Linked DNA regions of Pan troglodytes: region 1 is linked to region 2. Evidence: chromatin contacts called from public Hi-C data. All regions are on one chromosome and are shown on one strand. The core of a region is the stretch at or near the end of the contact, and the rest is flanking DNA. Distances in the headings are between cores, read along the strand shown. Region 1 holds the start of AGMAT (agmatinase). Region 2 holds the start of TMEM82 (transmembrane protein 82).

What was found. Hi-C and Micro-C count contacts between places; a contact is called where the count stands out from the background.
Region 1: a contact with region 2 is called in a Hi-C map of stem cell-derived neural progenitor cells, with 3 times the contacts expected there. The contact joins the promoter of AGMAT here to the promoter of TMEM82 in region 2. A contact is called at or near these places in 2 of 7 Hi-C or Micro-C datasets (induced pluripotent stem cells and stem cell-derived neural progenitor cells).

Annotation. Positions count from the first base shown.
Region 1 is chr1:215,617,701-215,623,442 of NHGRI_mPanTro3-v2.0_pri, forward strand. It overlaps AGMAT (agmatinase), which reads left to right and starts at 3,438. Exons shown (of 7, transcript XM_001149966.8): 1 at 3,438-3,832; 2 at 5,170-5,372. The coding sequence starts at 3,561.
Region 2 is chr1:215,455,480-215,460,992 of NHGRI_mPanTro3-v2.0_pri, forward strand. TMEM82 (transmembrane protein 82) reads right to left here and starts at 4,179. Exons shown (of 6, transcript XM_016954690.3): 1 at 3,618-4,179; 2 at 3,358-3,430; 3 at 3,071-3,245; 4 at 1,683-2,103. The coding sequence starts at 3,705. SLC25A34 (solute carrier family 25 member 34) reads right to left here. Exons shown (of 5, transcript XM_524516.6): 5 at 4,870-5,513.

The DNA of each region.
Region 1 (5,742 bases), core at 2,188-4,687, 160 kb after region 2:
GGTCCAGATAAGGGAATAAAAGTAGGCTGCCGGAACCAGCGGCACCAAGCTGGTCAGGGAGTCTTCCAAATTGTGGGAACATTGTTTGTAAACCTTGTTCTTCTGCTCTTGGCAATAGCTCTTGCTGCTGCTTACTCTTTGGGTCTGTGCCGCCTTCATGAGCTGTGACACTCACCGCGAAGTTTTGTAGCTTCGCTCCTAAAGCCAGCGAGACCACGAACCCACTGGGAAGGACAGCAACTTTGGACGCGCCACCTTTACGAACTGTAGCACTCACCGCAAAGGTCTGCAGCTTCACTCCTGAGGCCAGCGAGACCACGAACCCACCGTGAAGGAACGAACAACTCCAGACGCGCCGCCTTTAAGAGCTGTGACACTGTGAAGGTCTGCAGCTTCACTCCTGAAGTCAGCGTAGACCACGAACCTAGCAGAAGGAAGAAACATCTGAACATCTGAAGGAACAAACTCCGGACACGCTATCTTTAAGAACTGTAACACTCACCGCGAGGGTCTGTGGCTTCATTCTTGAAGTCAGCGAGACAAAGAACCCACCAATTCGATACACTGGGACCACAGGTGTGCACCACCACTCTTGGCTAACTTTTGTATTCTTTGTAGACACAGGATTTCCCCATGTTGGCCAGGCTGGTCTCAAGCTCCTGGACTCAAGCCATCTGCCTGCCTTGGTCTCCTAAAGTGCTAGGATTATGGGCATGAGCCACCGCACCCAGTGAGACCCTATTTCTACAAAAAATACAAAAATTAGCTGGGCATAGTTGTGTGCACCTGTAGTCCTAGCTACTTGGGAGGGTGAGGCAGAAGGATTGCTCAAGCCCAGGAGGTGGAGGCTGCAGTGAGCTATGACTGTGCCACTGCACCACAGCCTTCATGACAGAGCGAGACTTCTATCTCCCTTAAAAAAAAAAGTAGTTCAGGGTCTTTTGAGGGTGGGCTTCTACTGAACATTGGACATGTGGAGCTGAGGGCCGGGGTGGACCACTCCAGGCAGACAGAAAAGCATGAACAAAGGAAAGGAGGCAAGAAAGTGGGGGCTGAGGCAGCTGACCATGGGCTGGAGGAACAAGCCCGTGGAGCTGCAGAAGGGGAAACACAGGAAGAATTGGCTCCAGGAAGCATTACCAGGCAGGCATATGTATGGTGATACTAGTGAGAGTGAGATCAGCTGGAAAGCTGGGGTGGGAAGGCCTGGACCAGGGTAACAGCAGAGGAAATGAGCAGAAGGCTTGGGTGCAGGAAACCATCAGGACTTCCTAAATTTGGGGGCATAGAGCAGGATCAGAGACAGGGAGGTGGAAAGTCGCTGGCTGAACTTGCAGCCCACCCCAGGTGCTGTCAAGCATCCATGTCAGGGTTAGAAATTGGTCGCCTGGAGCTCAGGGCTGGGATTTGGGCTTGTGGTTGACCTGCCTGTGGGTGAAAATCATCACCTCCGTATTAAAAGGGATTGCCAGCCGAGAAGGAGCCACGAAGGTGGAAGGAGACCAGGGGAGTCCCAGTCAAGAGGCCGCCTGAGGAACGTTTCAAGGAGAGAGGGTGCTCAGCTGTAGTGGATGATGGGGACACCTCATTGGAATGCCTGGCACATAGCAGACACTCAATATTTGTGAGCTGAATGAAAGAAAAACCCGGAGTAAGAACATGATACATTCAGGACAAGCAACATGAAAGAAATAGCAGTTGAATTTGGGAGTCAAGAGAATAACTGAGACCCTTTAAGTGGCATAAGGGAGGAAAAAAGGAAAAAATAACTGAGATTGTTGCATTTGTTCCAGAAAATGGCGGGGACCTGCCCCAAGGCCAACACTAAGCACTGATAATTGACCATTAGGAAACTCTGTCCCGACCTGCAGAGTGGAGGCTGGAGTGGTGTGGGGTTTAATGTGCAACCTTTTTTTTTGACAGAGTCTTGCTCTGTTGCCCAGGCTGGAGTGCAGTGGCACGATCTGGGCTCACTGCAAACTCCGCCCTCCCGGGTTCACGTCATTCTCCTGCCTCAGGCTCCCGAGTAGCTGGTACTACAGGTGCCCACCACCACGCCTGGCTAATTTTTTGTATTTTTAGTAGAGATGGGGTTTCACCATGTTAGCCAAGATGGTCTCATCTCCTGACCTCATGATCCGCCCACCTCGGCCTCCCAAAGTGCTGGGATTACAGGTGTGAGCCACCGCGCCTGGCCTAATGTGCAACCTTTGTGTAGAGGTTGCAACGTAAATGCAAATGTGAGCCTTTTCCATTCAATCTCAACATTTAGAGATCAGAAAAAATAATATATATAATACCGCTAAATGGCTCACATAATTCCATTACAAATCACTTCTTTCTTTCCACAGTGTGTTTTTCTTTCCCCTTAGAAATAAAGAGGATGTAGCAGGTTCTCTGGCACTGTGACCTTCCTTACAGCTTGCCTGTAAGTCCTTTATTTATTTATTTATTTATTTATTTATTTATTTATTTATTTATTTTTGAGACAGAGTCTTGCTTTGTTGCCCAGGCTGGAGTGCAGTGGCGTGATCTCAGCTCACTGCAAGCTCCGCCTCCCGGGTTCATGCCATGCTCCTGCCTCAGCCTCCCGAGTAGCTGGGACTACAGGCACCCGCCACCATGCCCGGCTAAATTTTTGTACTTTTAGTAGAGATGGGGTTTCACCGTGTTAGCCAGGATGGTCTCGATCTCCTGACCTCGTGATCTGCCTGCCTCAGCCTCCCAAAGTGCTGGGATTACAGGTGTGAGCCACCGCCCCTGGCCTCTAGTCCTTTTTTAACAAGGTTATTTAAAAAGACTTTACTGGCCAGGCGCGATGGCTCACGCTTGTAGTCCCAACTACTCGGGAGGCTGAGGTGAGACGATTGCTTGAGCCCAGCAGTTTGAGGCTGCAGTGAGCTATGATTGCACTCCAGTCTGAGCAACACAGCAAGACCCCGTCTCAAAATAACTAGCTAGCTAGCTAAGTAGCTAACTAACTTTACTGCTTCTTGAGATTCCTATCCCTGGACATTTAAAAATACATTATTAAAAAAATGCATTTCCTATTTTTCTGGCTTAGAGAAAGATCATTTTCCTTCATATCTTTCTGGCTTTAAAAATATTACTCTGGGGTGGCTGCTGTGGCTCACACCTGTAATCCCAGCACTTTGGGAGGCCAAGGTGGGAGGATCACTTGAGTCCAGAAGTTGGAGACCAGTCTGGGCAACACAGTGAGACCGTCTCTATAAAAACAAGCAGAATTACTCTGAATGGGAGAAGAGGCTGCTGAAGGCCACAGTGGGGAGCAGGGCGCAGACACCGCTGGCACAGTGCTGGCCAGTGGGCACCCCCAGCCTGACTCTATTTGCCAGAGGCTGAAGTCCAGAGGGGTTGAGGGGAGAGCACGGCAGGTCCCTGGGGCCCCTCCCCCGCCTTGATCCCAGGGCGCCCCTGACCTTTGAGCCGGCTCGGGTTCCGGCTCTGGCGCGTGCACACTCGCCTCGCCGTTCGGGACCAGCCAGATCGCGGCGGCCTCGCGGGCGGTCTGGTCGGTGAGGTCTTGGCCGCGCGCGGCAATGCTGAGGCTGCTGGCGTCCGGGTGCGCCCGGGGCCCGGGGCCCGGCGTGGGCGCGCGTCCTGCCGCAGGGCTCTTTCACCCGGGGCGCCGCCAGAGCCGCCAGGCTTCCGACGCGCCCCGGAACCAGCCCCCCAGCCCCGAGTTCGTGGCCCGGCCGGTGGGCGTCTGCTCCATGATGCGCCTGCCGGTGCAGACCTCCCCCGAGGGGCTGGACGCTGCCTTCATCGGGGTGCCCCTGGATACTGGGACCTCCAACCGGCCTGGGGCGAGGTAAGGCCGGAAGGACAGGGGCCGGGTACACGTGGAGGGACTGCTTGCTGGCTGTCGGGCATGGAAAGCACCGAGACAGGCGCCCCTGCTGGCCCCGGGTCGAGTTGGAAGCTGGTGGCCGGCTCCAAAATGCCCCTTATAGTTTGAGATGGTTGATTTCCCTGGACCCTCAATAAGCAACCCCCAGGGCTCAACATGGGCGTGGCCTCCCACAGCTTAGTGTCATCATTGGTCAAGAAGGGATTTTGGCCGGCCGGGTGGCTCATGCCTGTAATCCCAGCACTTTGGGAGGCTGAGGCGGGCGGATCGCGAGGTCAGGAGTTTGAGACCATCCTGACCAACATGGTGAAACTCTGTCTCTACAAAGGTACAAAAAAAAAAAAAAAAAAAAAAAAAAAAAAAAAAAAAAAAAAAAAAAAAAAAAAGCCGGGCATGGTGGCGCGGGCCTGTAATCCCAGCTACTCGGGAGGCTGAGGCAGGAGAATCGCTTGAACCCGGGAGACGGAGGTTGCAGTGAGCTGAGATTGCGCCACTGCGCTCCAGCCTGGGCAACAGAGTGAGACTCCGTCTCAAAAAAAGAAAAAAGAAGGGATTCTGGAGCCTGAACCTTCTCTGTGTCCCCATCCTGGGGCCTTGCTGGGATGGCTGCTGTGGATTCCTCCCCTCTCCTCTCCCCAGCTTACAGTGGCAGGTGACATTGCATTTGAGAGCAGAAACTGGCTGCCCCTTCCCCAAATCTGAAGATGTCACCTGACTCAAGAAATGCTCAAATGAAGGCAATTTTCCTAGGATCAAGTCGAAGGAAGCAAAATTCATCTTCCTAGTTATTGAACGTCAGCAATTTCTGATTCAGCTCAGCAACACTATATCTGACCGTACTGATCTGAATTATGAAAGCCAGCACTTATTAAATGTCTCCTAAGTGCAAGGTGCTTTGCATAGATTACCTCATTTAATTTTTACTACAGTGCAAGGTAAATATTTTACAAATCAGGAAACTGAGACTCAGGTAGATCATGAAATTGGCTAATGCCATTTAGTACACTTATTTAGTCTCTTCGATATATAGCCTAGATCAGTGATTCTCAAGTGGGGCGGTTTTGCACTCAGGGGACATTTGGCAGTATCTGGAGGCGTTTTTGGTTGTTACACCTTGGAGGAAGGGTGCTACTGGCACCTAGTGAGTACAGGCCAGGGATGCTGCTAAACATTCCATTATGCAATACCGCGACATGGAATCATCTGGTCCCAAATTGCTGAGGCTGAGAAGCCCTGGCCTAAGCAAAGCCTGAAATCTCTGCAGATGGTGGCTGACAGGATGATTCTTCCTTCTGCAGATTCGGACCTCGCCGCATCCGGGAAGAATCAGTGATGCTTCGGACAGTCAATCCTAGCACGGGGGCCCTCCCCTTCCAGTCCCTCATGGTTGCAGACCTAGGCGATGTGAATGTCAATCTTTACAACCTTCAGGACAGCTGCCGGCGAATTCAAGAGGCCTATGAGAAAATTGTAGCAGCTGGCTGTATTCCTCTGACCTTGGGTAATGTCAGTCTGCAAGAGCCAGAGTAGTTCCCTGCACTCAGGGTTTACTTATCAGGGGCTTGAGTACAGCTACTTCTCCCCTGCAAGCCACTGCAAATGTGCAGACAGTAGGAAAGAGAGCATTGTAATTCATTTATTTTAATCCCTGGGGAGAGAATATTTCACGTGTGTGTGTGTGTGTGTGTGTAAGACAGTCTCACTCTGTTACCCAGACTGGAGTGCAGTGGTGCAATCTCAGCACATTGCAACCTCCACTTCCTGGGTTCAAGCAATTCTCCTGCCTCAGCCTCCCAAGTAGCTGGGATTACAGGCGCCCACGACCATGCCTGGCTAATTTTTGTATTTTTGGTAGAGTCGGGGTTTTGCCA
Region 2 (5,513 bases), core at 2,929-5,428:
GAGCCAGCATGCTTGGCCCCGTTTTTTTGTTTGTTTGTTTTTTGAGACAGAGTCCAGCTACTTGGGAGGCTGAGGCAGGAGAATTGATTGAACCCAGGAGTTGGAGGTTGCAGTGAGCCGAGATCACTCTAGCCTGGGCGACAGAGCAAGACTCCATCTCAAAACAAAACAAAATAACAACAAAAAAAAACCCTGCAGTAGGCCGGGCACAGTGGCTCATGCCTGTAATCCCAGCACTTCGGGAAGCTGAGGCAGGTGGATTGCTTGAGCCCAAGAGTTCAAGACCAGCCTGGGCAACATGGCAAGACCCCTTCTTTTTTTTTTTTTTTTTTTTTTTTTTTTTTTTTTTTTTTTTTGAGATGGAGTTTCGCCCCTGTTGCCCAGACTGGAGTGCAATGGTGCGATCTTGGCTCACTGCAACCTCCGCCTCCCAGGTTCAAGCAATTTTCCTGCCTCCCAAGTAGCTGGGATTACAGGCACCTGCCACCACACCTGGCTAATTTTTATATTTCTAGTAGAGACGGGGGTTTCACCACATTGGCCAAGCTGGTCTCAAACTCCTGACCTCAGGTGATCCACCTGCCTTAGCCTCCCAAAGTGCTGGGATTACAGGCGTGAGCCACTATGCCCGGCCAAGACCTCCTTCTCTCTTTCTCTCTCTCTCTCTTTCTCTCTCTCTCTTTCTCTCTTTCTCTCTCTCTCTCTTTCTCTCTTTCTCTCTCTCTCTCTTTCTCTCTTTCTTTCTTTCCAGAATCTCTCTCTGTCGCCCAGGCTGGAGTGCAGTGGTTCGATCCTGGCTCACTGCAACCTCTACCTCCCGGGTTCAAGCGATTCTTGTGCCTCAGCCTCCTGAGTAGCTGGATTACGGGCATGGACCACCACACTGGGCTAATTTTGTATTTTTAGTACAGGCAGGGTTTTACCATGTTGGTTAGGCTGGTCTTGGACTCCTGACCTCAAGTGATTTGCCTGTCTCAGCTTCTCAAAGTGCAGGGATTATAGGCATGAGCCACTGTGCCCGGCTGACTCCTTCTCTACAAAAAATAAAATTAGCCTGGCACAGTGGTGTGTGCCTATAATCCCTACAACTTGGGAGGCTGAGGTGGGAGAATCACTTGAGCCCAGAAGGTCAAGGCTGCAGCGAGCCATGATCGTGCCACTGCACTCTAGCCTGGGCCACCAAGCAAAACCCTGTCTCAAAAAACAGAAAAGCAAAGCAAAACAAAAACATAAACAAACTTGGACAGCAGCCTCTCATCAGACTTCCCTGCCTGGCTGTTGAGGGCTCTCCAACAGGCCCCTTTGAACCTGGCCAGCCTCACCCCTTCCCCGTGCCCTTGGGGTGACAGCCACACTGGACTCCTGTGGCTTGTTTGGCACGGCCATGCCCTCTCTCCCCTCTGGGCATTGGCACATGCGGTTCTCTCTGTCCAAGATTCCATTCTCTGCCTCGCTTCTCTTAGGGATCTCCTGCTCATCTTTCAAAGCCCAATCTAAAGACTACAACCTCAGGGTGCCCACTACATGCTGCTTCTCTGCACTGCCCCCGCCACACAGCCTCTGTCCTGACCAGGCACTCTGGGATGGCAAGAGTGAGGGCTGATGGCTGTCGGCCTCCCCGGAGCCTGACCCAGACAGAGGGATGTGCGTGGATTGAATGGAGCAGGCCCCACAGCGCTCACCCTGCATGTAGATGACCAGCAGCGTGTAGCAGATGGTGAGCGGTGTCCAGAACCGCATGGCCTCCGAGGTGGTCAGGAAGTCCTGGTTGATGAGGGCCACAGCTGCCAGGTCACCCACAGCAAAGGCTATGGCCAGGGCATGGCCCAGCAGCTGGGGGAGGCTGTGTGCATGGGCCAGCAGGCCCAGGCACACCCCACAGTAGCGCTGGCTGCTGTGCAGCTCGTAGAGGCGGCAGACGTGGCGGTGGAGGCGCCGGGCACCCAGGCCCAGCAGCGTGGCCAGCCCGAGGCTCAGCAGCAGGTTCAGCGTGCGGTGAGGGGCGCCCTCCTGCAGGAAGCTCAGGCCACAGGTCAGCCCGCAGCCCAGCGAGTACTGGCACAGCAGGTAGAGCTGCAGCCTCTCGGTGGCACCCTGGGAGCCCTGCGGGGAGTGCCGAAGAGGGGCCGAGATGTGGGGGCTGCCTCACCACAGGTGCTGCCCACCACAGGAAGCCGGAGCCTGAAGGGACCTTGGGGATGGTTCCCGAAGGGGCCACATCGGCTTCAGATGAAGCCCTAGGGGATCATCTCTCTCACCTTAATTTCAATCATATGGGTTTTTTTTTTTTTTTTTTTTTTTAGACAGAGTCTTGCTCTGTCACCCAGGCTGGAGTACAGTGGCTCGATCTCCGCTCACTGCAACCTCCGCCTCCTGGGTTCAAGCAATTCTCCTGCCTCAGCCTCCCAAGAAGCTGGGATTACAGGCACCCGCCACCATGCCCAGCTAATTTTTTTGTTTGTTTGTTTTTGTTTTTAGAGATGGGGTTTCTCCATGTTGGCCAGGCTGGTCTCGAAATCCTAACCTCAGGTGATCCGCCTGCCTCGGCCTCCCAAAGTGCTGGGATTACAGGCGTGAGCCACCACGCCCAGCCTTCAATCATGTCTTAGTACTTGGGGCCCATCTGTTAGCTGAAGGGTGGTGGTTCAGAGTCTCAGAGACCTGGGTCCAAAGCCTGACTCTATCTGTTGACCATAGACAAGCCACATACTCTCTGAGCCTTAGTTTCCCCATCTGTGAAATGGGGAATCAGAGCAAACCTTTACCCCTGTGGCTGTGAGGATTACGTGATGCACACGGTGCACTCGGCGCAGGGCCTGGCATTTGGGGGGCCGGATCTACAGAAACTGTCACTCTTGTCTTCTTGGGACTGGGACTGTGTCCACTGTGAGTGTGGCCCCTTCCGCAACCAAACCCAAGGGTGCAACCTGCAGCCTCTGTTCTCAGTCTTACGGAAAATACGGTGAAGAGGCTGGGATGCTGGACCTGGGCCCTGCTGCCCACATTCCGGGGGTGAGTCCGGGCCCTGGGCTGGGGAGTGATCCACCCACTGCCTTCCCGGAGGCCTCACCTTGCCCAGGGACAGCAGCGTGGACACGGCCCGGAGGGAGAACTCGAGCACCACGAGGGCAGCCACCCGGGACCCCACGACCGTCAGAAACAGGGCCAGCCCTGCCAGGTGCACCGTTTCCAGGGAGGCCCACTGGGCCCGAAGCCGCTCCTTTTCGGGTCGCCGCTGCGGGTCACTTTGGGGACAGAATGGGTGTGGGCAGGGGTGCAGAACTGCCACCTTCGACCCCTGGTGGGGGTCCCCGTGCCCCCAGCCACATTCCCTGGGGGGATGAGGTGGGCACTCACTTGGCACAGCCCACGAAGAAGTAAACTTTCAGGAGGCTGTTCAGGACCAAGACTCCAAGGGCCCCGATCAGGCCTGAGGGGGTGGGAGGGAGGCAGCGAGGCAGCGTGCAGGGGTGTTAGGAGGGCAGGCTTCGTTGGTAGGGTCAGAGGGGGCGGCCAAGGGGCAGGGGTGTCGGGAGACCAGGTGGGTGGGGTCCACCCTGCACTGCAAAGAGCTGGAAGGGGGCGGGGCCAAGGCAGGAATGGGGTGAGGTGCTCACCTTGCAGGAGGGAGTCGAGGAGGCTAGAGCCCCACTCGAGGGAGGGGAGGCCGGGGAGCCAGGAGGGGAGGGATGGAAGAGAGAACATGGCAGCCCTGGAAGGAGCCCCAGCCTCCGGCCAGGTCTGCGCAAGGACAGACCAACGTCACTGGGCAAAGGTGTCAGTGGAGGGAAGGAGAGAGGCTGGGAGGGGTCAAAGGCCCAGGGGAGGGGAAGGGAGGAGAGCCAGGGGTGTTAACCCTTCGAGGCCCAGAAGGGCAAGGTCCCAGCTCCAGGCACACGGGGTGCCTGGAGCCAGCTGCTGCCCGGGCTCCCCATTTGGGCAGTGTGGGGTGAAGGGACAGGTGTCTCTGGGCTGGTCTCTGGTCTCTGTCCCTGCTAAAGTCTGGCATCCACTTTACTTGAAATCTTCCTTGAGGGAGGACAGGCGCAGTGGCTTACACCTGTAATCCCAGCACTTTGGGAGGCCAAGGTGGGCAGATCACAAGGTCAGGAGTTTGAGACCAGCCTGACCAATATGGTAAAACCCTGTCTCTACTAAAAATACAAAAAATTAGCCGGGCGTGGTGGCAGGCACCTGTAATCCCAGCTACTTGGGAGGCTGAGGCAGGAGAATGGCTTGAACCCAGGAGGCAGAGGTTGCAGTGAGCTGAGATCACACCATTGCACTCCAGCCTGGGCAACAGAGCAACACTCTGTCTCAAAAAAAAAAAAAAAAAAAAAAGCAATCTTCCTTGAGGGCTTGAACCACCCAATGCCCCTTTGAAGTCCCAGGCTCCATCTGTCCTGCCCCGCCTTAGGTGTGGGTCCTGTCCTCTTGCAGCCTGAAGTGTGGGCTCTGACCCTTCAGCCCAGGGTCTGAGAGTAGGGACTCTATCCCCCCCATAGCCAGAGATCAGCTGTGCCCTCTCAGCCTGAGGTCTGGGCTCTCTTCCCCCACAGCCAGGAGGTCAGCTCTGCCTGCTTTTTGTAAGGTCTGGTTCCAGCTTCCCAAAGCCTCCGGCTCTGATTCGGTGTGGAATCTCCTGCCGCCCGAGCCTGCCTGAGCCTTCTCCTCCCACAGGCCGGGGCCGCCCTTCCTGATGCTCCTCCCTGGGTCCACTAGGTGGCAGGCCTCACCTGGGTCCAGCAGGGCGGAGCTGAACAGGTGGACCACGGCTCCCATCCTGCTTTCACAAACAGAAAGGGCAGAGGGAGCAGAAGGTGGGGGTCAGGGATGGGGGAGACTGAGATTCACCACAGAGGAGGGTCGTTGAAGTAAACAAAATATAAAACTTTATTGGTTTGGAGTGTGCAGTAGCAGGTGTTCCTGGGAGCGGCACTTACAGACTTGGGGTGTGGCTGGGAGGGCAGGTGGGGCTGCTCGGCAGCAGTCCTGCCCCTGCCAGGGAGTTGGCATCCATCTCTGCAGTGTGAAGGTCGGTGTGGCGTTGAGAGCACACCCATGGGGAGTGGTGCTCAGTCTAGAGAAAGGCCCAGGGTCTGCTGCTGGCCCTGCCACATCGCTTCCCTTTCCCGGGCCTCAGTCCCGGGAACAATGGGCACCTGGACTGAACAATGGGCACCCGGAGCTTCTTTCAGGCTTGTCAGGATATGTGCAAATGACCACAGGGCGGGCAGCTGGGAGGCCCTCCGTGAGAGCCCTTAGATGATGTTGGCTGAGGCCAGGCGCGGTGGCTCACGCCTGTAATCCCAGCATTTTGGGAGGCCGAGGCGGGCGGCAAGGTCAGGCATTCAAGACCAGCCTGGCCAACACAGTGAAAGCCTGTCTCTACTAAAAATACAAAATTAGCTGGGCATGGTGGCGCACACCTATAGTCCCAGCAACTCAGGAGGCTGAGGCAGGAGAATCACTTGAACCTGGGAGGTGGAGGTTGTGGTGAGCCGAGATTGCAC